2 separate regions of the Rattus norvegicus genome follow, and region 2 is linked to region 1. A link is a contact called in public Hi-C data. All regions are on one chromosome and are shown on one strand. Each heading gives the region's core, a stretch centred on a gene start, on an enhancer-like site or on the middle of the called end of the contact. The rest is flanking DNA. Distances are from core to core; before and after follow the strand shown.

Region 1 (4,707 bases), core at 1,942-4,441:
AAAAGCTAGACATTAAAAAGAGGAAGCTCTCATTGACACCTGTGTTTGGAAATAAACAATGGACCAAAAAGAAGACAAAAAGACGAGAGGAGACAGCTAAAGACAGATATATGTTGTTAGGTATTTAATATAGAATTTAGAAGCGTTTCAAGATCCAGTTTATAACAGACATGGAATTTGTTTCATTCTTATTTTTTCACCCCTCCCAAGCACGATAAGTTGGATATCATCTCATAAGTCTTTATCCTGTAGCCATTAACTAACCCATTGTGTAAAACCCTCTGAATACCCTTAAAAGAGAAATATTGTGCCAGGCAATAAATTAACTAGGCATACAAAATTCTACTCCTTAATGGTGATTAAGAAAATCATATCTGGTTTTGACAGTGAAAGTCAAAGAACCAATACAAGTGCTAAGGAATAAAACATTCAAAGTGCGAGTGTGACTACCGAGCCGAGTTTCTGAAAATCTGAGCGCTATTGGATCACCATGGTGCCTATGCTGTTTGCCTGAGTAATTCATACAGCATTCAAACCTTCCCTTTCCTTCCTCTCCTCTCCTCTGAGAGAGAAAGGGGTGGGTCTGGAAGTGTCCCATACCTAAGATGTAAGACGATAAGTATCGGGATGATTACTAATGATCCCTGTTGTTCTGATTCAAGTGTGCAGTTAATTATGGATCCTAGCCGTTTAACAGCAGCCAGTCAGGGCTCAGAACTACATCTTCCCACAGGGGTGCCATGTTTCTTTTTCCTGTATGGAACAGAGTATTTTCCAAAACGATCCAAATGAGAAAAAGCTTAAAATGCATCTTGTCATGATTTGTGAGAAGTGTTTCCTCAAAATTTCAATTTGTCTATGTAAAGAAGGGGGATGCTGGTCTATTTCATAGGCTGTGTAAAGTGGGCAAATCATTTCTTTAAGATTTGGAAACCAGGGGTTTGCAAACCCATAGGAAGAACAACAATATCAACCAACCAGACCCCATCAGAGCTCCCAGGGACTAAACCACCAACCAATGAGTATCATGGAGGGACCCATAACTCCGCCACATATGAACCGAGAATGGCATTATCCAGCATCAATAGGAGGAAAGCCAAGCCCTTGATCCTGTGAAGGCTCTTTCCCCCAATGTAGGGGAATGCCAGGGCATTGAGGTGGGAGTTGGTTGGTGAGAGTGGGAGCATCCTCATATGGGAGAGGGGGGGGGGGAAGGGGATAGCATTTGAAATGTATATACATAAAATATTCAAGAAAAATAAAATAAAAAAGAAAGATTTGGAAGCAAGCATTCCAACGAAAACCAATTCATTTTGGTATAGATGACCTAGTGGAGAGGGCTAACAGTTTGTAGGGATTATTTACAAATCTACGTTCAATGCAGATAGCAGGGCAGCGAGATAGCAGGGCAGCGAGATAGCAGAGAGGAGAGCCCATTAGATGCACCTGGCCCTGGCGAGCAGAAATAAATTCAGGGAGAGCAGGGGAAGGCTGCAAAAAGAGCCCGGTCCACAATAAGGTCCTGAGCAAGACCCAAGGTAACCCTTCTCCAGCCTCGGACTCCCAGAGCGCAAGTTCTCAAGCTTGCAAGCATTCTATTGATTCACACTTGCGTCCTTCAACAGGTAGCACCAATTACAGCCCCCAAAGCACGGCGCCACCGCATACTGGCTAGTATGCCTGTCAATCAAATATATCACCTACTTTTCCAAATGATCCCCTCCTCCTGTCACTGGCTTTTCCTCTGACCTATCCCCAAACTTCTTTCCTGCCTGGAATCCTTAGGACTCAGGTCAGTGGAGCTTGTGATTGGCGAGAGGATGTCCCGCCCCCTGGCGCCCAGAGTGCCCCGCCCCAGGCGCGAGAGTCTGGGAGGGAGGAGAGTGCGGGCTGTCTGGGGCGGGGCCTACCTCCCACGGCGGAGGCGGAGCCTAAGACAGACCCGCCCTCCCGGTTAGGACCTCGGAGAGCGCCAGGCACCAGCACCAGAGGGACCCGAGAAGCGGCCGGATCCGGGCTGGACCTTCGCCCGCCAGCGAGCCTGCAGCCTCCGCGCCCTCCGCCTCACCGGCCGGCCGGCGGCTAGTGGCGTCTGAGGAAGGTGCTAAGTCTGGGGTCTCCAGGGACACCCGTGCCGTCCCATCGCGTCTTGCCCTCACACCTGTGCGCACGCTTGTGTGTGTGTGTGTGTGTGTGTGTGTGTGTGTGTGTGTGTGTGTGTGTGCCTGTGGAAGAGGGAGAGCGCGCCCGCGCAGCTGTCTGAGGTGCGTGTGGCTTGCCCGGCTAGCCCGCGGTGGTAGCCCCGGCGCCCTGCTCGCCCCGGAGGGAGCGAGAGAGCCAGCTCTGCGCGCCCCGCAGGCTGAGGCGGGACTCGGGCCGCAGGCGTCACCGCCGCCTCACATCCCCCGAAGAGCCTCTGCTGTGCAGAGGGGGAGCCGGGCGGGGAGGGGACACGGGAGACCAGAGGCGGGAGAGGGGACGAAGAGAGGAGCCGGGGACAGGTGGAGGCAGGCGGTCCCTGCTCGCCCCTCCCGTCGGCTGTGGCCGTGAGTCACCACAGATGTTTTGGGGTCTAGGTTTTTTGGGAATACGGGATGGAAAAAGCCATATTTTTTTTCCTATCCCCTAGTCTCTATCGAGAAAGAGGGAGCTTTGAAGATGATAGGAGTGTGTGTGTGGGGAGCCCCAAACATGGTGGCAGAGTAAATACTGGTTCCCCCACAACATTGCTTTTTCTGATGATAAAAATTTATGAGATGACCCTTAAGAAGGAAAGCCCTCCCCCTTGAGAGGAGTCCATAGGGTCTTGGTCTGTTGGACTCTGGTTTGATTGTATAATAATGATGATATAATGCTAATGACGATGATGACACTGCCTTTTATTTTTACCCCAGTGCTGATAAAGCATGGCTACAGCTGGGATAAAGCCCTTGAAATCTGGATGTGTGAGGAAGGAATACTGTTGCTTTTGGAGTTGTGTCCCCTTTATTTTATAAAGATATCTCTTTTAAAGTTAAAATCTGAGGACATGAAGCTTGAGCCCCTCTCTCCCCTCGATTACATCCCATGCTCATAAAATGGGAGACTAGCTACTCCTGCCTTGACTAGAGAAAAGATGAAGGCTTTTGCCCCGGTAAAATTCCATGTTTGTCACCACGTCTCTTTTCCTTTTAATTTTTTGACAGTGTTTAAAATGAAGAAGTTTAATTTCCGAAAAGTTTTGGATGGCTTAACTGCCTCTTCCCCCGGCAGTGGTAGCAGCAGCGGCAGTAATAGTGGTGGGGCTGGAAGTGGCTCCGTCCATCCTGGAGGGACTGCAGGGGTTCTGAGAGAGGGGATCCAGGAAAGCCTCATCTCCGAGTGTTTCCAGATTTGCAAGGTAAGTTTTGAATTGGCTTTAGGGCCTGCTCTGTTTCTACTTTACTGTTATGAGGAAACACACACACACACACACACACACACACACACACACACACACACACACACACACGTGCATATATTCAGGGCTGGAAATTGATGAGACGCCAGTATCCAAGAGCCTAGTACTAGGTCAATTTGTGAATAAAAAACACTTTAGACATCAACTTTGGCATCAGTTTTTAAGCAACAATGGTAGTTTAAAGGAAGGAAAACACACACACACACACACACACACACACACACACACACACACACACACACACACAAAGTAGTATTTCCAAGACGTCAAAACCCAATAAGTAGACAAAATATATCTGTGTATAAGTAGTAATGACAATCATTTAGCCTTCTGGGTTTTCACCCTGAGAAACTGTTATTCTTTTTCTCTGTCCTGTGTAAAATGAATAAAGCCTCTCAACATGTTGCTAGGATTAAATAGATAATAGATTAATGTGTCCAATGACAGTATTCTCAATTCTAGATATTAAAAAAAGGGATCCTAGACCCTTGATAAGCAAATCCTGTGGGCTCAATGCTTGTGAGAACTCAGGATACTCAAAAAACAAAACAAAAACAAAACAAAAACAAAAACAAAACAAAAAACAAAACCTCAAACAAACAAAATAACTAGTGTTCTGATTCAGAGGGAAAATATTTTAGGCTATTGTACTTTGATTTTGAGTTTCTAATAAACAAGCCGAGAAAGAAAATGAGAAATAATAAAAAATGTAACATTCCTACATAAAGATATTATAGTATTGCTTTATGAGATGGTATATTTTCTTTATTGCTCTTTTTGAGTGTTGCCTTTCAGTGTAATTTTAACATGACTTACATGAGAAAAAAAACCCCTTTAAGTCATTTTCGAATGATACAAGTGAATATAGTTTTATAAATGTGACTGAATACATCCTAAGGATACATCAAGAGAAAGATCAGGTTAAGTTACAGTAATCTCAGCTCTTCCTAGAAAGTTTATTATAAAAACATCACATCTATAGCTATTGGTTTACTTAAGGCCCAAGTTTATTTAGAATTAATAAATAGGCTTAATCAATTGTGTGAAATTTGAATATGCTATGAAGTGATAGATATTATATCAGTTATGGAAGAACTTAATAGCGGTCCTGACACACATATGTGAAAGAGCCCTGGAAACCAAATTTGAATTGCTGTACAGGAAAGTCATATCTTGATCCTCCCCCTTTTTTTTCCTATTTCCTTTCCCACGTTCTGAAAAAAAAATTCTAATGCCCTCAGCTAATGCATGTGAGAGTGATACGTAAG
Region 2 (4,760 bases), core at 866-3,365, 96 kb after region 1:
AGTCTTGCAGTTTTTATCATTATTGCTCTGTAGTACAGCTTGAGGTCAGGGATGGTCATCCCTGCAGAAGTTTTTATTGCTGAGAGTTTTGGGTATGTTGGAGTGGTATAGCTGTGTCTTCAGAAGAAGAAATTGTTGATTTCTTTCTTCAGGGACTTGAGGTTCTTTTCATATTGATCTTTCACTTGCTTTGCTAGAGTTACACTAATATTTTATAGTATTTGTGGCTATTGTTAAGGGTGTTGTTTTCCTAATTTCTTTCTTAGCCCATTTATAATTTGTATAAAGGAAGGCTACTGATCTATTTGAGTTAATTTTATATACAGACACTTTGCTGAAGTTATTTATCAACTGTAGGAGTTCTTTGAACTGCAGGAATTTGGGGGGTCGCTTATGTATATTATCATATCATCCACAAATAGTGATACCTTGACTTCTTCCTTTCTAATTTGTTTCCCCTTGACCTCCTTTTGTTTTCTAAATGTTCTAGCTAGAACTTCAATTACTGTATTGACTAGATATGGACAGAGTTGGCAGCCTATGGCAATGTTTCTTAAACAGAAGTCTGTAGGCAAGGTCTGGGGTTGTGATTTTTCTACAGTAGCTTTCTACAAAAGCATTTGGCTTGAAATGCTTTTGTTTTTATATTAAATTAATACTAACATTCTAAAGGATTTAGACAGATTGTTCTACCTAAAAATGCTGGCTATACAGGTTCAGTTCACAGAGTTGGACTTGTATTTTAGTTATGTTTATTTTGTTATAGATCAATAAAATACCAGAAGTGTACTATTTGTGCAATAGCCATTTTGTAACACACAATTACCTCAGGGAGCAAAGTAGTAAATATAGATTTGGGCTCATGGTTTCAGATGTTTCCTCCCAGGACCATCTGACTGTTTGCAATGAGGTGAGGCAGTACATTGTGGCACAACAATGTAGAAAGGCAAAATAATTCATCTTAGAAGCTGTGAAACAGAGAGTACATGCCTGAGAAAACAGACTTTTTCTTCTCCCCTTTTATTTTGTCCAGACCCCTCCATGTATAGGACAGCTTAACATTCAGGGCAGGTGCTTCATCTGTGGTTAATAACATCAGGGGCAGAGAACACAGCTCAGTAGTAGGGTACTTACTTAAAGTGTGTTCATTGCTCAGCACTATTAAAAAATCTAACAATCAGAAAAATCATAAAAGTTTCTATCATGCAAATAGTTGTAAAAATAAGACATGGTATACTATGAAGCAGAGTTTGAAGCAGTTAAGGGAGATAAAAGTGCTGAAAAATACAAAGAATAAATACACCAATCTTAAAAGGACATAGCATTAAAACCATATCCATATTGTCAATATCACATAAATTACGGAAATTCTACATTGAATCCTAAGGGAGGATCAGAAATGTACATTGTAATGTACATTGACAGTATGTACATTATTTAAATTTTAAAATTACTTCTTTACATATTGACCTTTAGTAGTCTTATTCAAATGGAACTTTCATTTCTTTAATTTTTATAAACATTTAACACAGCTTCATTTTAGTTTCCTTTCTTGTCAACTTGTTTATGTCTCTCGTCACATATGTATCAGATGATAAGGATGCTATGTGTGTTATAACACAAGATTTATAAAGACTCATTCAGTGAAGGTGTAATAGATGAGTGTATGGAAAGCTAGAGATGTCTTAAATGTTTTTGTGATATTCAAAATGAATAGGAAACCAACATCTAACACCTTAACATTACTTATGTATCAGATTGTGGTAGTCTTTCAAGTTGCAAATGAGGACTTAATGAAATAAAAATTAAGCTTTATGAAGTTACCAATTAATTATTATGATTATCAGGTACACAGAACAAGTATAATAATACCCTTGGCTCATGTCAGTAAGTCACACTGATCTATTCAGAGAAAGTTTGGGAATCTTAAATGGTTATTCTAGTCCTGTGGGACTCTCATTAGTTTCTCTTTACTAACCATCATTAAAGAGTTAGTTCACAAGCTAGTTCTGGTTCTGTTAGGTTTTTCTTCCTGTTTTCTTTCTGCTCTAAGGTTTGTTTACATTAGCATGCCATCTCCTGCCTCAGGTTTCATCACTAAACCTGGCAGTTCTCAGATTTTACTTATTAACTGAGGTTGAGATCACTACGTCATATTGAAGTTTCCTCATGTCCTGTTGGAAGCCCTTAGATTGTTTTCTCTGTCTCCCTGTGATTCAGGTATGGTGATTGTATACCTTCTCTAAAATGAGTTCCTATTTATATTGAAGATTAAATAGAAAATTGATTGTTCATTGCCTAGAAACATGACCATCAAGTTATTTCCTGTGTAATATTAGTAACTATTCCTTGGAGACAGCTATTCTAGACTTCAATTCTTAATTAAAGATTCCCAGTATCATGCAAGTTACTCATTAATTAGAAAAACCAATTTACTTTGCTGTTTCTTATGTCATAGCAAATTTATAGTGTTTTGAATGTGATATGCCTCATGCTTTCCACAGGGCAGATAACATTTGGTTCAGAGAGGTAGGATATTGAAACATTCAGTATGGCAGGCTGAGACTATGTACAGGAGCCCCTGGCTGTTCACTGTTGACTCTTATGCACCATCGTGCTTGTAAGCGTCACTCTTACGTGTGATATACGATGGAATTGTGTGAACTTACCATTCAGTTTTTTAAAAAGGGTATCTATTTGTCTGTCAAAATTTTGTTCAGCTTTTATGATAGTGTACTAGATAATCTTCCAAGGCAACTCTAGGAAATATTTGGTGCAGAACATGCAAGTGATTATCTATGAACTTATTGCCTTTTTAAGAGCATCTAGAAAGGGCTTCCGAGATGGTTCAGTAGTTAAGAGCACTGGCTGCTCTTCCAGAGGTCCAGAATTCAATTCCCAACAACCACGTGGTAGCTCCTGATTATCTAGAAAGGGATCTGATGCCCTCTTCTGGCCTGCAGATGTATATACAGACAGAGCATTCATACATTTTAAAAAAGTCTCAAGAGCACAATGAATTCAAATTAGAGAGACTAATGTTAATAGGTGAGCCGTTTAATTTCATATGTCATATATAGTAGTCCTGATGACTCTAGATATTGAACATGTCTCAGAGCTAGTCAGAAAGCTCATAATGAAGATGAGAATAGAACAGTGAAACTCAAGGAGGTCTTGATACCATGGCACATGTCTACATTGAGCACTCCTACATTAAGACGGGAAGTAGAGAAAAGGCAGAAGGATAGCTAGACTGAAGTATGCAGCACTATGGCAAGTAAGAGAAACTCTGCCTCACACAAGGTAGGAAGTGTAGACCAATACTTGATATTGTCCTCTGACCTCCACATTAAGAGAGAGAGAGAAAGAGAGAGAGAGAGAGAGAGAGAGAGAGAGAGAGAGAGAGAGAGAGAGAGAGAATAGAGCGATTCTCCGACCTTAGCAGTTTTCCCCCTAATACATAAATGCCAAGCATTTGAACAAAGTACAGATGACTACTATTTTTCCAATAACTTTGAAATTTATGAACATTATGTACCTAATTTATCCTTGAAATGACTTTTATTTAAATAACTAAGCAGAGGAGCTTGGATACTAAATTTTGTAACAGGAATGGATTGTACCACAATTTTCTTACGCTTTTTAGCTGTTGGGCTTTGGCAGTTATAGAGCAAACAGTTTAGTCTCATGTATGCATCAATAAAGATAAACATCTATAGAACAGAGGTTCGTAAGTTCTATTGTATATGCTATATAAAGCACTTAGAATCATCTCCACTGTGTTACACAGTTTTAAATCACCTTGTAGAATGGTTCTGTTTTCAAAGTAGATACCTAGTCACAGTTTTAGACATACTATCAAAACATTCCTTTGTCATTTTGAATACATGTGCCTATTGTGGTTTAATAATAAAAATACTGAAAACAAAGTTCAATTTCCTGCTACTGAAAAAAATCATCTTGGTTTCTCCTATGTAAAACAGAAATACATATTTGTTTTATCACTGTGTTCAGAATGACAGATAGTGTAGTTGATCTCTTAGAAATGATGGTTCAAATGGTGGTTACCAGAAACTAAGCCAAGGAAGAAGGGGTGGTGTGTGGAGAAGCTGGGGAAGGTGGATTAAAGTTACTATAATGTCAGATATGTAAAGTAAGCTCTGAAATGCTGTCACACAGTATAAACATAAGTGACAATAATGTGCCACCACTTACTGATGCTTGAAGGAAGATTTTATATGCCTTCTTGATTTGGAAATGATGAACTTGATTTAAATATTTTCAGTGTACATATGTCTTAAACATCATTGTTCTCATTATTATCTACAGCTCTTACATTTTTGTGTATTGGTCAAAAAATTAAAACTAAGCATGATGTACATCCATGTTCATAATAAACATGTATCTGATAATGACTGTCATTATTATTTTTAATGATATATTATCATTTTGTCCCATGTTCTATTAATAAGGAAATGCTACCTTGGAACATAGGTTTTCTATCATTTATGTAACTATAACTTTGTAAGTGTGAAATGTGTAAAGAAAATGTACTGATCAAATGTAAAATTCAGATATTTTAATTGCAATTTTCTTTCTTTCAGAATTACTTACTGTCATCTACCTTTCCAGAGTAAATGGCTCTATGTTGGAACAGAAAGAGGAAATACACATATTGTAAATATTGAATCTTTCATTCTTTCTGGATATGTCATCATGTGGAACAAGGCAATTGAGCTGTGAGTATGAACTTATCTGTC

What was found. A called contact is a pair of places that touch in the nucleus more often than the background predicts.
Region 2: a Hi-C map of liver shows a contact between it and region 1, with 5 times the contacts expected there. The contact joins the enhancer-like site here to the promoter of Stxbp5l in region 1.

What each region holds. Positions count from the first base shown.
Region 1 is chr11:76,836,911-76,841,617 of GRCr8, forward strand. It overlaps Stxbp5l (syntaxin binding protein 5L), which reads left to right and starts at 3,192. Exons shown (of 27, transcript NM_001271250.1): 1 at 3,192-3,379. The coding sequence starts at 3,194.
Region 2 is chr11:76,934,101-76,938,860 of GRCr8, forward strand. Stxbp5l (syntaxin binding protein 5L) reads left to right here. Exons shown (of 27, transcript NM_001271250.1): 5 at 4,605-4,739. Among named protein-coding and RNA genes, the nearest start is that of Stxbp5l, 96 kb to the left of the region's middle. Within about 2 kb of position 2,116, at least 1 of the 93 cell types and tissues checked has an H3K27ac peak or open chromatin away from gene starts, as enhancers often do. A contact at or near this core is called in liver, where this site is marked.